Linked DNA regions of Ovis aries: region 2 is linked to region 1. A link is a contact called in public Hi-C data. All regions are on one chromosome and are shown on one strand. The core of a region is the stretch at or near the end of the contact, and the rest is flanking DNA. Distances in the headings are between cores, read along the strand shown.

Region 1 (6,686 bases), core at 603-3,102:
GGTGGTGGTGGAGGGGGTGGGGTTGGGATTCATAGAAGAGGAAGGAGTTTCACATGGAGATGGGAAAGCAGGTGCTTGCTAAATGCGAGGCCAGGCAGGACCCTGGACACAGAGCGGCGTCTGAACAGACCGACCACAGGCTCTGCCCTGTACACACACCTGGCCTCACTGCCATTGCCCAGGGAAGTCCCTTCTGGGAGCTGCCCTCTACCCACCTGCTTCTCGGCATTAGTGGAGGCTCCTCCTGAGTCTTCTGATTCTTAAAAAGAATCATAAACAGGTTATGGTATTATATATATGTATATAAATCATAAAAGGGCTTCCCTGGTAGCTCAGATGGTAAAGAATCTGCCTGCATTGTGGGAGATCTGAGTTCAGTCCCTGGGTTGGGAAGATCCCCTGGGGAAGGGAACGGCTACCCACTCCAGTATTCTGGCCTGAAGAATTCCACACTGTATAGTCCACAGGATCGCAAAGAGTCGAACCTGACTGAACGACTTTCACTTTCACTTCACGTGCCAGTGAGATGGGACTTGGGGCAGCACACACAGTCCCCTCACTCCTAACCACTGTCTGTGCGGCCCAATCCCACCAGCACAGCCGCCCTTCTCCTGGGGGCACTGCGTCCCCACCCCTGGAGCAGCCCGCTTGCTCGGGTCAGTCCGCAGAGATGCGGTCCTGGGTGGGGCTCCCCTGGATTTCTAGAGGAACCTTCCTTGCCTCTGTTTGGACTCATCACCCTAGATTTGGGGTGTGGCTCCCACTCGGGATGAATAAAGTGAGGCTGGCAGGATGGCAGTTTTCAGAGCCTGCGGGTGTTCAGAGACACAGATCCAGGGGGCTTGGCCTAGAATATGTACTAGTCGACCCATGGGTGCCAGACTCCCAGCTGCTCCTTGGGATAGTGGGTGTGGGGCCCCAGCCTGGAAATTGCAGGACTTCCCAGAGCCCAGGAAGTACCTTAGTTCTGACCCATGAGGCCCTGCCCTCACTCGTGACTAAAGAACCCTGTGGCCTTCCCAGGGCCCACCCAGCTGGCCCATTTTGGCACCAGGGAGGGCAGCACCCCTCCCCGAGTCCCTCTCCATAGCTCTCCAAGGGCTTCTGGGTCATTCTGTCTCCATCTCCTCGTCCCCTGGGGAGACACATACTATGGAGTCATCATGCCCCAGCTTCCCAGAGCTGCTCCAAGCTGGTCATGTCAGCCCCCAGGTTGCAGAACCAAGGGTGGGGGTGATTGGGATGCAGTGTAGCCCTGGGTGCAGAAGGCCATCGCCAGCATCTGCCTCGGGCTGCTGGAGGGGAGGGACGGGCAGACCCTGGGAGCCTGACACCTGAGCAGTCCTGCGCTGTCAGTCGGGGAGCCTCACCTCACAGGACGTGGGGCAGCTGGTCAGAGCTTCATAGCCACCGCCCTTCACCTTGTCGTTTCTCAGCTGAATTAAACCATAGCCTCTTATCCCTGGTGAAGGGCGTGACTTGCTTTGAGAAGCTACCTGCACCCAGCCTGGCAAGTCCAGGGGCTTCAGAGAACCCAGGAAGCACCTCTGTTCAGAGCCGTGAGGCCCTTCATGGCCCAGCAGGTTACACTCCTGTTGGGGAAAGACATTCAGGCCTTCTCCTTCCTGTTCTGGCTCTGCTCACAGCCCCTGCAGCTCAGCACAGGGAAGAGGCCCCCTCTGCCACACATGTCATCACAGCCTGTGGGAAGCACAGCGTGAACACTCGCATCCTGTGAGGACTGCTGTCTGAAGAGACGAGGTCCTGGCACTGTTCCTCTGGCTGAGCGTGGCACTTCCGTGCCCAGACAGTGAGATGCAGCCGTGGAGAGACACCCGTGTGTCACTGGGTAGACTGGTGGCCTCAGAAAGAAGTCTCCAGCCAGCTCTGGTAACCATGGTGACAAGAGGGTGCTAGGGACAGCAGGCAAATGTCTGGCATGTCTTATTTCATCCGGTCCCCAGGCAGCTCTCCCGAGCAGGGACTGTCGTCACCCCCACTCCACAGGTGAGGAAACGAGGCCCAGGGGCACCTGCTGGGAGGAGTGCCAGGTGGCGTGGCCCTTGCCCCCACCCTCTCATGTTGGGCCCCAGCCTGGCTTTGCACCCTGGGGCCCTTGGGGCAGGCGCATGTGCACAGGTCTCCTGCCTTCATAGAACCCTGGCCGCAGTGCCTCCTTCCCTGTGCTGGCCTTTGTGACACCACTTGGTGCAATGACAGAGTCCTGGGCTACACAGCAGAGGTGGGACCACTAGGGTCCAATCCTGAGTTCAGGGCCCTCACAGGGTGCTGACACCCCAGGGGTTTGGGCCACCCAGTCCTGGCCCTGGGAGGCTGTGACGGTGAGGAGTGGCGGATGTCAGCACTTGCTCGTCTGGTGGACCAGGGGCCACAGGGAGGTAACCCAGCCCCCCGCCCAGACCTGCTGAGCTAGAGCTCAGCATAGCACCCAGGTTTCCTGCTATGGAGGCTGCTAGCCAGTCCATATCACACCATGGCCCTCACTGAACATGGGGTACCTCTGGGACAGCGGGGTACGCAGGACACTGTTGCAGTGTGTGGTTACCCGTAGTGCTGGGGGCCATGTGTCAGGGAAGCCTGAGGCTGGCAGGAGAAGGTGGGGCTCGGTCCCAGGAGCTCCAGGACCTGAGGCAGGTTTGGGCCAGTCAGCCCTGACCGTGTGATTGTTCTCGGGACACTGGATGGAGGCCCGGTGGGTCAGCAAACACTGAGTAAGGACCTGAGGCGCAAGGCAGTAACGCCTGGAGGGTGAAGGGAGAGCAAACGCCCTCACCCTCGCTCATGCTGCTCCAGCAGTTATGGAACAGGCAGTGTTGGGGTCAGAGAGTGGCTGGGATCCTGTATGCAGACTGCCAGCTCCCCTCCGATCCCGCTGGCCCTGCCTCCAGCACCACCCCGTGTCCACCAAACGACTCCAGCCTCTCAACCAGGCCCCCGAGGAGCTGTCCACTGTTTTGCTCTTCTCACAGGCCCCACCACCCGCCTCCCCACCTCCTGGCTTCTCACCTGGACCTGCCCAGCTGGCTGGCAACCAGCCCAGCTTTCGGGCCACCCCAACCCCACTCCTCCAAAACCACCTCCCTTCCCATCCGTGGAACAGCAAAAGTTCTTTCTGGTACATCGTGTCTAGTACCCTGTGAGCAGAGCAACTTTTACAAGTTTTGCTTTCATCATGTTTCCTCTCAAATTAAGAAGAAACAACATTTGACATAATAAGTCAGAAAATTCCAAAATATGTAATAAGATGAAGTACCACTGAGCCCCTCCTGCACCTGCTCTCCTGAGCCAACATTGGCCGTCTGGGGGACTAGATCGCTTCCCCGATGGCAGCGATGCCCCCAGGCCACTGAGGGTGGACGCAGTCGGAACATGGTCCATGACCCTTGACCCATGACCCTGAACTCCTGTCTCAGCTCGTGGAAATGTCCTTTTGGGCATCTGGCAGAGTGCACGTGTGTGGCTCTGTCTGTGCCCTGTGCTTGGAGGTGGTGGGAAGAGCCTGCCCTACCCACAAGTGCGTTTGGTCCTGCAGGTTGAGGTTTTCCTAGGGGATCGGGGCTAAGCCTTGCAGACCAAACCATGTCCATGTCAGTGCTGCCCACCACACCTGCCCAGCATCCAGCGTGTGCCCACCAGCAGCTTTAAATGTCCTATGAACAGAAGCCAGGACACAGGGTACATCTGTGTGAGAGAGGTGGGGCCATCTAACCCCGTGGATTAATGAGGAAGACGTGGCACTCAGGTTTACTTCGTTTAATTACATGAATTGACTCCCTAAAAAAATTAATGTCACATTTTATAAATCATATTCTGTTCTCTTTGACTTCTTTTAATTTCAGAGATAATTTTCCACAATTTTAACTGACTTAATTGGCAGCAGTTCTTCATTTAAGCTTTAAATTTCTTTTTCCTTTGGCCATTTCCTTTTGCATTAACATTCTAAGGAACAAACCCTCTAGGGACAGAAGCTATCATTTTATTATTTTTAACGTGTTTTACGGTTCTCCTGTAATGAATGTATATCTCTTTTATATACTGGTTTCCAGGTGATTCTTTGCTAGTAGGCTACGACTTTATCTCAGGGTGTGTGTGTGTGTGTGTGTGTGTGTGTGTGTGTGTGTATGTGAGTGCATAAGTGTTTGTCTTTATAATGTCCCCCTGGGCTCTTCTCGGATGTGCTGACCTAGGTATGGACCTTGACAGCCTGGCTTCGCCTGTTCCTTTGTCTGCTGTGCCTGGCATGGCTGCTGTGCCCATTGAGCCCCTATTCCTACGGTGGTCCTTGTCACCCAGTTGGCAGGTGCAGGTGGTGGGAGCCCAACACAGGGCTGGCAGCCCTGGTGGTAGGCCTGGCGACCTACTCTCCTGGGAAGGCTGTGGCTTTGCCAAGAAACCTCCCAAGAGGCCTTGCCTACTTGCCCTGGGCCTGTCCTAACTGTGTCTCCTTCGCCTTGATTTTATATGGAGCAGCAGCCAGAGCTCTGAGCTGGGTGAGACCTAGCAATGGGCACAGGCAGACCTCACCGGGGCTCGAGAGCCCCTCCCCCTGGTGGCTGGCAGGTCTCATGCAGGCCCCTCCCCACTGGGCATGCACGTCCTGGCTAACTCACCCAGCAGGACTCTCTGGCTATGATGCCACCAATAACCCAGCTCATGCCTGGAACCCCTGTCCCTGCTCTGGTGCCCACGTGGTCCAGCATCCCCAGCAGGGTTTGTTGGTGAGTGTCCAGAATTCAGTCCCTGTGCTCTGAGAACCTGGCTGGCCCAGCAGAGCAGCAGGAAGGGCAGTCAGCCCTCAGCCCCTTGGGATACAGGCTGAGCCAGTGATGCCCCTCCTTCTGTCATGGATGGCACCACGGGGCCACTGGCAGGCCTGGGGACCCATCATGTGGATCTTAATTTTATTCACCTGTGTGTGCTTGCACACACATGCGCACATACACACACGTATGCCCATATGCCTGCATACACATACATACGTATGCATGCTGATACAGTCACACATAAGCACACACATTCACACATAGGCACAGACATTCACGCAGAGGCTCGCATATTCACACAGGCACACACATATACTGTTAGGTTACTTTTAGAGTTTTCATCTCCAGATCCCACTTGACCACTTGATAGCTGGTGGGTTTTTGCCAGAGACCCCACAGAGTTTGGGGATCTGTTGCCAGCCTGGCTCCCTTTCCAGAGCCCCCAAGTGAGCGCCAAGGACCCTCTGTGCACTTGAGCTGGTGCCCTCCCCCTGCTGGTCTCAGTTAGGAAGCTGTCATCCTGGCAGTCCCTTCCTCTGCGGGAAGGGCCTCAGGAACCTGGCTACTTGGAGGGTGGCAACGCCTCCGAGCCAGCTGCATGGCTCCCCCTGGTGGCTAACTGACCAAAGCTCTCCTGAATGTGTCCCATGCTCATCTCTTGGTGGATGCTAATCAAGGCTGCCCTGTGCCACGTTGCCCCCATGCCTGCTCCCCTCCAGGCTGGGGCTTGCCCATGCCAGCCGTGGTGTGCATTCAGGACATCAGCTCCAATCCTTTCTATCAGTACCAGTGCTGGGAGTAGAGAAAAACTTCGGATTTGTTCCTACTAAAGTGTTATTGACTTACCTTGAGGCACACATCCCTGCTAAGTGTGCTTTATGGCGATTTCAGCACTGCTGACTCCCCAACAGCCTGGGGTGGAAAAAAGAGTCCCCATCGGGCCACTGTAGGGTCCAACCAGCCCCATGACCCAATCAGACGCTGTGGTGGCCATCGCCGACCCGGGGCTCCGTGTCAGACTCAGAATGCCTCCTGTTTCACACCACACCCCTTGCCAGCTAGCTAGTCCTCATCCAATGTCAGAACAGTCAGTTCCAGGAGAGCTGCCAAACTGGACACCAAGGCCAGCACATTTCCATGGAAGCACTTCTGCGTGTACACATCTTCCTCCTCCACACACCCTCACTCATACATGCACACACATGTGACACACGTGGAACTCGGCTCCCCGTGTGGTACAACCACAAACAGTGCTGTCAGGGCCTCCAACTGAAGGTGTGCGGGATACTCGGTACTAATGTGGAATAACCACCCCCTCCCACTGTAGGAGACCCATGGTGCCCTCCGCTGGTGATGTTTCCAGGCTGGGATGTGGTCCTGAGATGGGGGGTCCTGAGGTCAGGGTTCCTGAGAGCAGGAGTCTGGAGGGGGTGGCCCTGAGGCGGGGGTTGTCGGGTTGGCACTTCCAGGTCTAGGTCTGTGCTGGTGTGTCTTCCACATCTCAGGAAAGAAAGGGAGATGGGAAAGCTTTCCATCTTCACTGCCCTCCTCTAGGCAGCTTTACTTGACCGACCAGAGTCTCCTTACAGGGCCACACCGCTTGCTAGAAGCACTTACCCAACTTTGTTTTGTGTGTCTCTAGAAAGACAGGAAGAGTGGGCTGCTGAAGCTGCTGGCCGGTGCGTCCACCAGGAGGAAGTCACGCTCCCCACCATCCACCTCTCCCACCCATGACCCCCAGGCAGTGGATGCCTCGCTCCAGGGCGCGGTGGGGCCCGAAGTGTCCTTGCTGTCCATCCACAGCAGGGCTGGGTCCTGTCCCATCGAAGGCGAGATGCAGGGCGCCTTGGGGATGGAGCCACTGCACAGGAAGGCGGGCTCATTGGATCTGAGCTTCCCGTC
Region 2 (6,331 bases), core at 3,826-6,325, 140 kb after region 1:
GGACCACCAAGGAAGTCCCAGACTTTACACCTAAAATAAAATGAAAAAGAGTGATAATACTTAGCTTTGGTAAAAATGTGGAGAAAGTGGGACTTTAAACCTTGCTGTTGGGAGCATACCCTGTACATTGTCTTTGACACTGCCTGTCAGAGCTGAGCACCATACCCTGGGGACCCAGCATCCCACTGGTAAAGGCACAGGTTCTGCAAGGAAGGTACTCTACCCTCTTAGGTTCTGTGACTGGGCCTGAGAATTAAACTGACATGGTCATATTAACAGGAGGAAAGCCTACAGTTTTATTTATTTTTTTAATGTGTTCATGGAAGCCTTCATAAGAAAAGTAAGAGGGATTTCCTTGATGGTTCAAAGGTTAAGAATTTGCCTGCCAGTGCAGCTGACCCAGATTTGATCCCTGGTCCTGGACGATCTCACATGCCTTGGAGCAACTAAGCCATGTGCCACAGCTACTACAACCTATGAGCCAAGAGCCCATGCTCTGCAGCAAGAGAAGCCACCACAATGAGAACCCAAAACCAGAACAATGAAGACCCAGGGAAGCCCCAAAATAAATACAATTAGAAAAAAGGAAAAACAAGAGCCAAAAAAGCAGGTAAGACTGAGCTATCTTTTATCCCTCTATACTCTCTTAAATGAAATTAAAAGACACTTACTCCTTGGAAAAACAGCTATGACAAACCTAGACAGCATATTAAAAAGCAGAGACGTTACTTTCCCAACAAAGGTCTGTCTAGTCAAAGCTATGGTTTTTCCAATAGTCATGTAAGGATGTGAAAGTTGGACCATAAAGAAAGCTGAGTGTTGAAGAATTACTGCTTTTGAACTGTGGTGTTGGAGACTCTTGAGAATCCCTTGGACGAGATCAAACCAGTAAATTCTAAAGGAGATCAGTCCTGAATATTCATTGGAAAGACTGATGCTGAGACTGAAGCTCCATTACTTTGGCCACCTGATATGAAGAACTGACTCATTAGAAAAGACCCTGATGCTGGGAAAGATTTAAGGCAGGAGAAGAAGGGGACGACAGAAGATGAGATGGTTGGATGGCATCACCGATTCGATGGACATGAATTTGAGCAAGCTCTGGAAGTTGGTGATGGACAGGGAAGCATGTCATGCTGCAATCTATGGGGTCGTAAAGAGTCAGACACAACTGAGTGAGTGAACTGAACCAAACTGATACTCTCTTAACAAAACAGTAAGTTCGTGAAGCAAAAAGACAGGAAAAGATTTAAGCTTCTAGGAGTGGTGGGTTGTGAGACAGGGACCAGGAAATACCTGGGAACCCACCCGGCTGATTTAGGAGTCTCTTTCTCATAGCCTGTTTTGGTGTGGACTCCCGGTTGTTGGTGATAAGGATATTTCTTCCTGGTATAGAGAGGTTGTCCTTCTCATGGGAAATTTTGTGACTTGTTTTTATCTCAAAAGGGGTCAGAGAGACTTTCCCACACTTGCTATTTCTCAAATGCCTTCAGTTCCAAAGAGTCATTATGTCAAAATGGTGTTAGTGGGGCATCAGGTCTTCACCCTTCAGTACACTCACCAGAAGACAGGTACCAGATGGCACAGTAATAACGAATTAGGAACAATCTGGGTGCAGTGGAGTGGGGGACTTCCCTGGTGATGCAGTGGTTAAGACTTCACCTTAATCCTTGGTTGAGGAGCTAAAATCCCACTTGCCTCCAGGCTACAAAATCAAAATGCATAAAACAGAAGCGGTGTTGTAACAAATTCAGTAAAGACTTTAAAAGTGGTCCCCACCAGAAAAAAATCTTTAAAAGAGGGGGAGGAAGTCAAGGACTGTGATGATTTTGAAAGATGAAGCACTGAAACTCTGGGATTCATAGAGGCCAACCTGGAGAGTCACAGCCAGGGCAGCTGAGTGGCCGCAGGGATCCCAGTGTGCTCAGCTGTGGCCTTGGGGAGGCTTGCACAGCTGTGGTCTGCTTCACTAGGGAGGCATCATCGTTCACTTTGCCATCAGAAGTTCACGAGCTCTTACTCTTCCACACTCTTTCCATCCACTTCAGCCCAGTGTTTCCCAGGCCTACCTGTCCTGTGTCTCAGGATCTCTGAGATGCTTGCCAAAAACACGCCCCCAGGGCTGTCTCCTGGAGACGCTGACTGGTTGGTCTGGAGGGTCCAGGATTCTAGCCTTATCTTTAAATCAGACCAGTTTTGGAAACAGTTCTGGTGCAAAGAACATTCTTTGGAAAAGAATAAACACATTACTGTGAATAGTGAGATGATGTTTTGAAAATACTCCAAAGTACTGTAATAACTTTACAGTTTCCTGTAGGGGAGAAGGGGGCTTCTGACAACATGTCCAGCAGTCAGGTTGCTGCATAAAGTACAGGATGCCCAGTTAAAGCTGGATTTCAGATAAGCAGTGAACAATATTTTAGTATGGTATGCCTGAGATGCTCTTAGACTGTCTGCTCTGTACTGTTACTTGGCAGATCTGACCACCCTCCAAGGGAGGTTGAAGACCCCAAGGGGGTTTCCTGGAGTCAATGGCAGAGGGAACAGGTGGGCCGGTGGGGTCGGCGGCTCATGTGATGACAGGAAATTGATGGACTGTTACGAGGGTCACACTGTTGCAAGCACTTCATGTAATATAGTGGATTGCCCCTTCCCCTGACCTCAGATGTCCAGTTTATCCCCCTTCACAGATGGGAAACTGGCAGATGGCTGTAACTTGTCCCCAGTCTCAAGAGTGAGGACCCAGAAAAGCAGGGTTGCTCCCAGGCAGTGTGGTCCCTGCCCTTGGACCAGCTGCCTGCCTGGCCACAACCACTCACCACGGAGAGGCCAGCATTCTGGGAAAGGGGCTCTTCACTGTGGTGGTCCCTGCCCTCAGCCCTTTCTTGTATTGTGCTAGCACTGACTGTTCCTGCTGTGTGCTGGCCCAGGACTTGTGGGGTGGGTGGCCCAGGGACTGCTTTGTGGCGCTTATAGTGCTGGGAAGAGGAGGCTGTTTCTAGAACCTCATCAGAGGTTGGAGTAAGCCCTAAATTCCCCTCGGCCTGGATCTTTCTCCGACCTTTGGCGGCTTTCCCAGGGCTGGCTGCCTTCCCCAGGGCTCCCACTGTATCGTGTCGATTTCTGTCTCACCATTTGTGCTCAGAGCAGTACTTGGTCCAGGAAGAAAGAATCATCGGCCAGCCCCACCACCACCTGTCCTCCTCCCTGGGCAGTCTGAGGACTGAGGAAGGTCCCTGGAACCCACTGAAGACCTCACAGTGGGCATCAGTTCAGGACAGAGACTGGAGGGGGAACTGGGTGTCTCTGGGTAGACCTGGTGCCCAGCAGGAGACTGCCCACCCTGGGTAGATTTCCCACCTTTTCTGGCAACCCAAACATCGTCCTGGTGGTGGTCTTCCCAACTCCATCCATAGGACACCGGAGTGTCAGACCATGGTGGGCAGCCTGCAGTGGGCCTCTCTGCCTTTATAGGAACTGGTCTTCTTTGCCCTCCCCCGGCCCCCACCCAGGCAGCAAATGGAGGGTGCTGTGCTTATTATCTACACAACACTTGAAACATTACTCTTATCAGGATCGTGATGGAGGAAACACAAATCATAGCAGTGAGATGATTTTTCATGTTTTAGCTCAACAGGCACCTCAAAGGATGACGACCTGCTGTTGGTGGAGGTGTAGGAGACAGGGTTTCTCATATGCCTTTGGGAGAGTAACGTGGGACACATTTCTGGAGGGCATTTTGGTAAGAGTTATGAAAATTAAACTATACACATCCAGGCTGTGGAGAGAAGGGAACCCTCCTGTGCTCTTGGTGGGAATGTAAATTAGTGACGCTACTGTGGAGAACTGTGGAGTTCCTTGGACAGCAAGGAGATCCAACCAGTCCATCCTAGAGGAAATCAGTCCTGAATATTCACTGGAAGGACTGATGCTGAATCTGAAGCTCCAAAACTTTGGCCATCTGATGCGAAGAACTGACTTATTGGAAAAGACTCTAATGCTGGGAAAGATTGAAGGCAGAAAGAGAAGGGGACGACAGAGGATGAGATGGTTGGATAGCATCATTGACTCAATGGACATGAGTTTGAGTAAGCTCTGGGAGCTGGTGATGGACAAGGAGGCCTGGTGTGCACAGTCCATGGGGTTGCAGAGTCGGACACGACTGAGCGACTGAAGTGAGTCAGTGACTGTGGAGAACTGGATGGAGCTTCCTTAAAGAGCTAAAAACAGAGCTACCGTACGAGCCAACAATCCCACTCCTGGGCCTGTGTCTGGAGAAAAATATGGTTTGATAGGACCTGTGCACCCCAGGGTTCACTGCAGGCAGGACATGGAAGCAACCTAAACAGCCATCACAGAGGAATGAATAAAGAAGGTGTGGTGTATATATATTGCGTACACACACACACACACACACACACACACACACAATGCAATATGACTCAGCTATGAAAAGGATCCAAGAACGTGTGACAAGTCCAGAGAGTTGACTTCCAGAAGGGAGGTGAGGAGGCCGCACCCTGTAAAGTTGTCCATGTGAGGATGTGCTGCCGGGAGCCAGGGACAGGCTGACGAGGTGAGCACAGAGTGGGTGATGCCAACACGTCAGGGTGTTATATCGCCTCACCTTTGACTTGTTGTTAGAGGACAGAGGACATTTCTTTCTGTTTAAACTGGGGTTTCTTGTTTGTCGCAGCCCTGAGCGTCCTAACCTGACACAGCTAATTACTAGCAGACAGTGGTTCTCAGTTACAGCAGCTGAAAGTTACACCCACTTTGTAGCTGTGAAGAAAACAGGAGAAAACAAAATCCCACGATTTCTGAGTCCCACATCCAGAGATCCTGATTTCATTGGTCTGGAGCAAATTTGAGAGCGGGGATGGGGTTAAGAGACTGTGCTAACGTCAGGAAACTGATATGAATGGGGATCCAGGGCCGCCTCACAGCCTTTCAAGCCAAAAGCTGAGCAAAGATGGGGAAAACAGAAGGTGGACTGTGCCTCTGGTCCTGGGCTACTGTCAGGGCTGAGCAAAGCCTGTTTATGTCCCTGTGGGAGCTGTCCACAAAGTGCTGCCACAGAGCGGCCTGGGGCAGCTGTGGACCCAGGATCTGGATATGATGATCTCATTTCCTCATCAGAAGAGATGGTATGTGTGCTCCGCGTGTGCATGTGTGTGTGTGTTGTGCATGTGTGCATGGGGGAATGGGGAGATGATGTTTGCACTTTACTGGGAACTGGAGAAGCACAGACTTTCAGGAAGAAAAACCAGAGGGGACTGAAGGCCTGACCGTGGTATGACCAAGCCTGACCCCGTGTGGCCGGTGTGGGTTGTGTGTATGGGGGCGGGGGGAGCACTGGGCTCTCCCGTCTTGGGAAAGAGGTAGGCTTGGCTCCTAGACCTGAGACCCCCTGAAGGCTGAAATGGGTATGTGATGCCTGCAGACACAGGGGGGAGGGCGGCACACAAAGGAACCCCAGGGACAGGAAAAGCCAGCATCCCAGAAACACAGCTCTGGGCGGGGGACCCGTGCCTGTGTGATGTGAGGGGGACTGTCACCGTCAGGTGGAGAATGGTCGTTACCATCCTTGGGATGCTGACCTGCAGGGCAGGGGCTGGTCCCTGTCGGAAGAGCCTGGGCCAGCTCGTTTCCTCGGCTGACTCTCCTCTAAGGATGGTGGCAAGGATAGACCAGCCTATCCTCTATTTTCTTAGTTCAGTGGAAGGAAACAGCTCTTTCTCTTTAAATATCCCTGTCAGTGTGGCCCAGAGAATGGGCTTGGGGAGGACCAAGCCTGACGGGGGACCAGGAAGGAGGGATTAAGTCATTCAATTGTTGGAAAGATCCTAAGTAGGAGTCTGGAAGGTGCTGGACAGGACGCTGCCATGGAGTAATGTAGTCCCCACCCTCCATGGAAAGAGGACTTACTTGAGGAGAGTGCAGGAGTGGTTAGAGGTCAAACTGTGTGACCCTTAGAACAAAGCCCTGAGCTGGGGGAGCTGGGCGGGAGGGTACCTTGCTGAGGAGGCAGGAAGGGGGGTGGGTGACAGGTTCGGGGCCTGGGCCGGGGGAGGGGTGGAGGGAAGACGGGGCCAGACAGCCTGCAGGGCCACAGGCAGCACTGTGGGTGGGGGTGGCCCAGAGCCCCGGCCACAGGGAGGGTCAGGCTGTGACTCACGAGCCAGCAGCCCGGGCGGCCCTTCCCTCAGCTGTGTCATGACTGGGAGCGGCCCAGCCTGACCTGGCAGAGTCAACATCATCGCTCCCGGAATGTGGGCCTGCTCACCTCTGTGTCCTTGAGCCCTCCAGTCAGTGACTATCCTCCAAAAGT

Evidence for each region. A called contact is a pair of places that touch in the nucleus more often than the background predicts.
Region 2: a contact with region 1 is called in a Hi-C map of hypothalamus, with 5 times the contacts expected there. The contact joins two enhancer-like sites. A contact is called at or near these places in 3 of 16 Hi-C or Micro-C datasets (hypothalamus, muscle and tail adipose tissue).

The regions. Positions count from the first base shown.
Region 1 is chr3:62,394,194-62,400,879 of ARS-UI_Ramb_v3.0, forward strand. SH3RF3 (SH3 domain containing ring finger 3) reads left to right here. Exons shown (of 10, transcript XM_027966794.2): 9 at 6,427-6,686. Among named protein-coding and RNA genes, the nearest start is that of SOWAHC, 78 kb to the right of the region's middle. Within about 2 kb of position 1,853, at least 4 of the 54 cell types and tissues checked have an H3K27ac peak or open chromatin away from gene starts, as enhancers often do. A contact at or near this core is called in hypothalamus, where this site is marked.
Region 2 is chr3:62,531,341-62,537,671 of ARS-UI_Ramb_v3.0, forward strand. No RefSeq gene overlaps it. Among named protein-coding and RNA genes, the nearest start is that of SOWAHC, 59 kb to the left of the region's middle. Within about 2 kb of position 5,076, at least 34 of the 54 cell types and tissues checked have an H3K27ac peak or open chromatin away from gene starts, as enhancers often do. A contact at or near this core is called in hypothalamus, where this site is marked.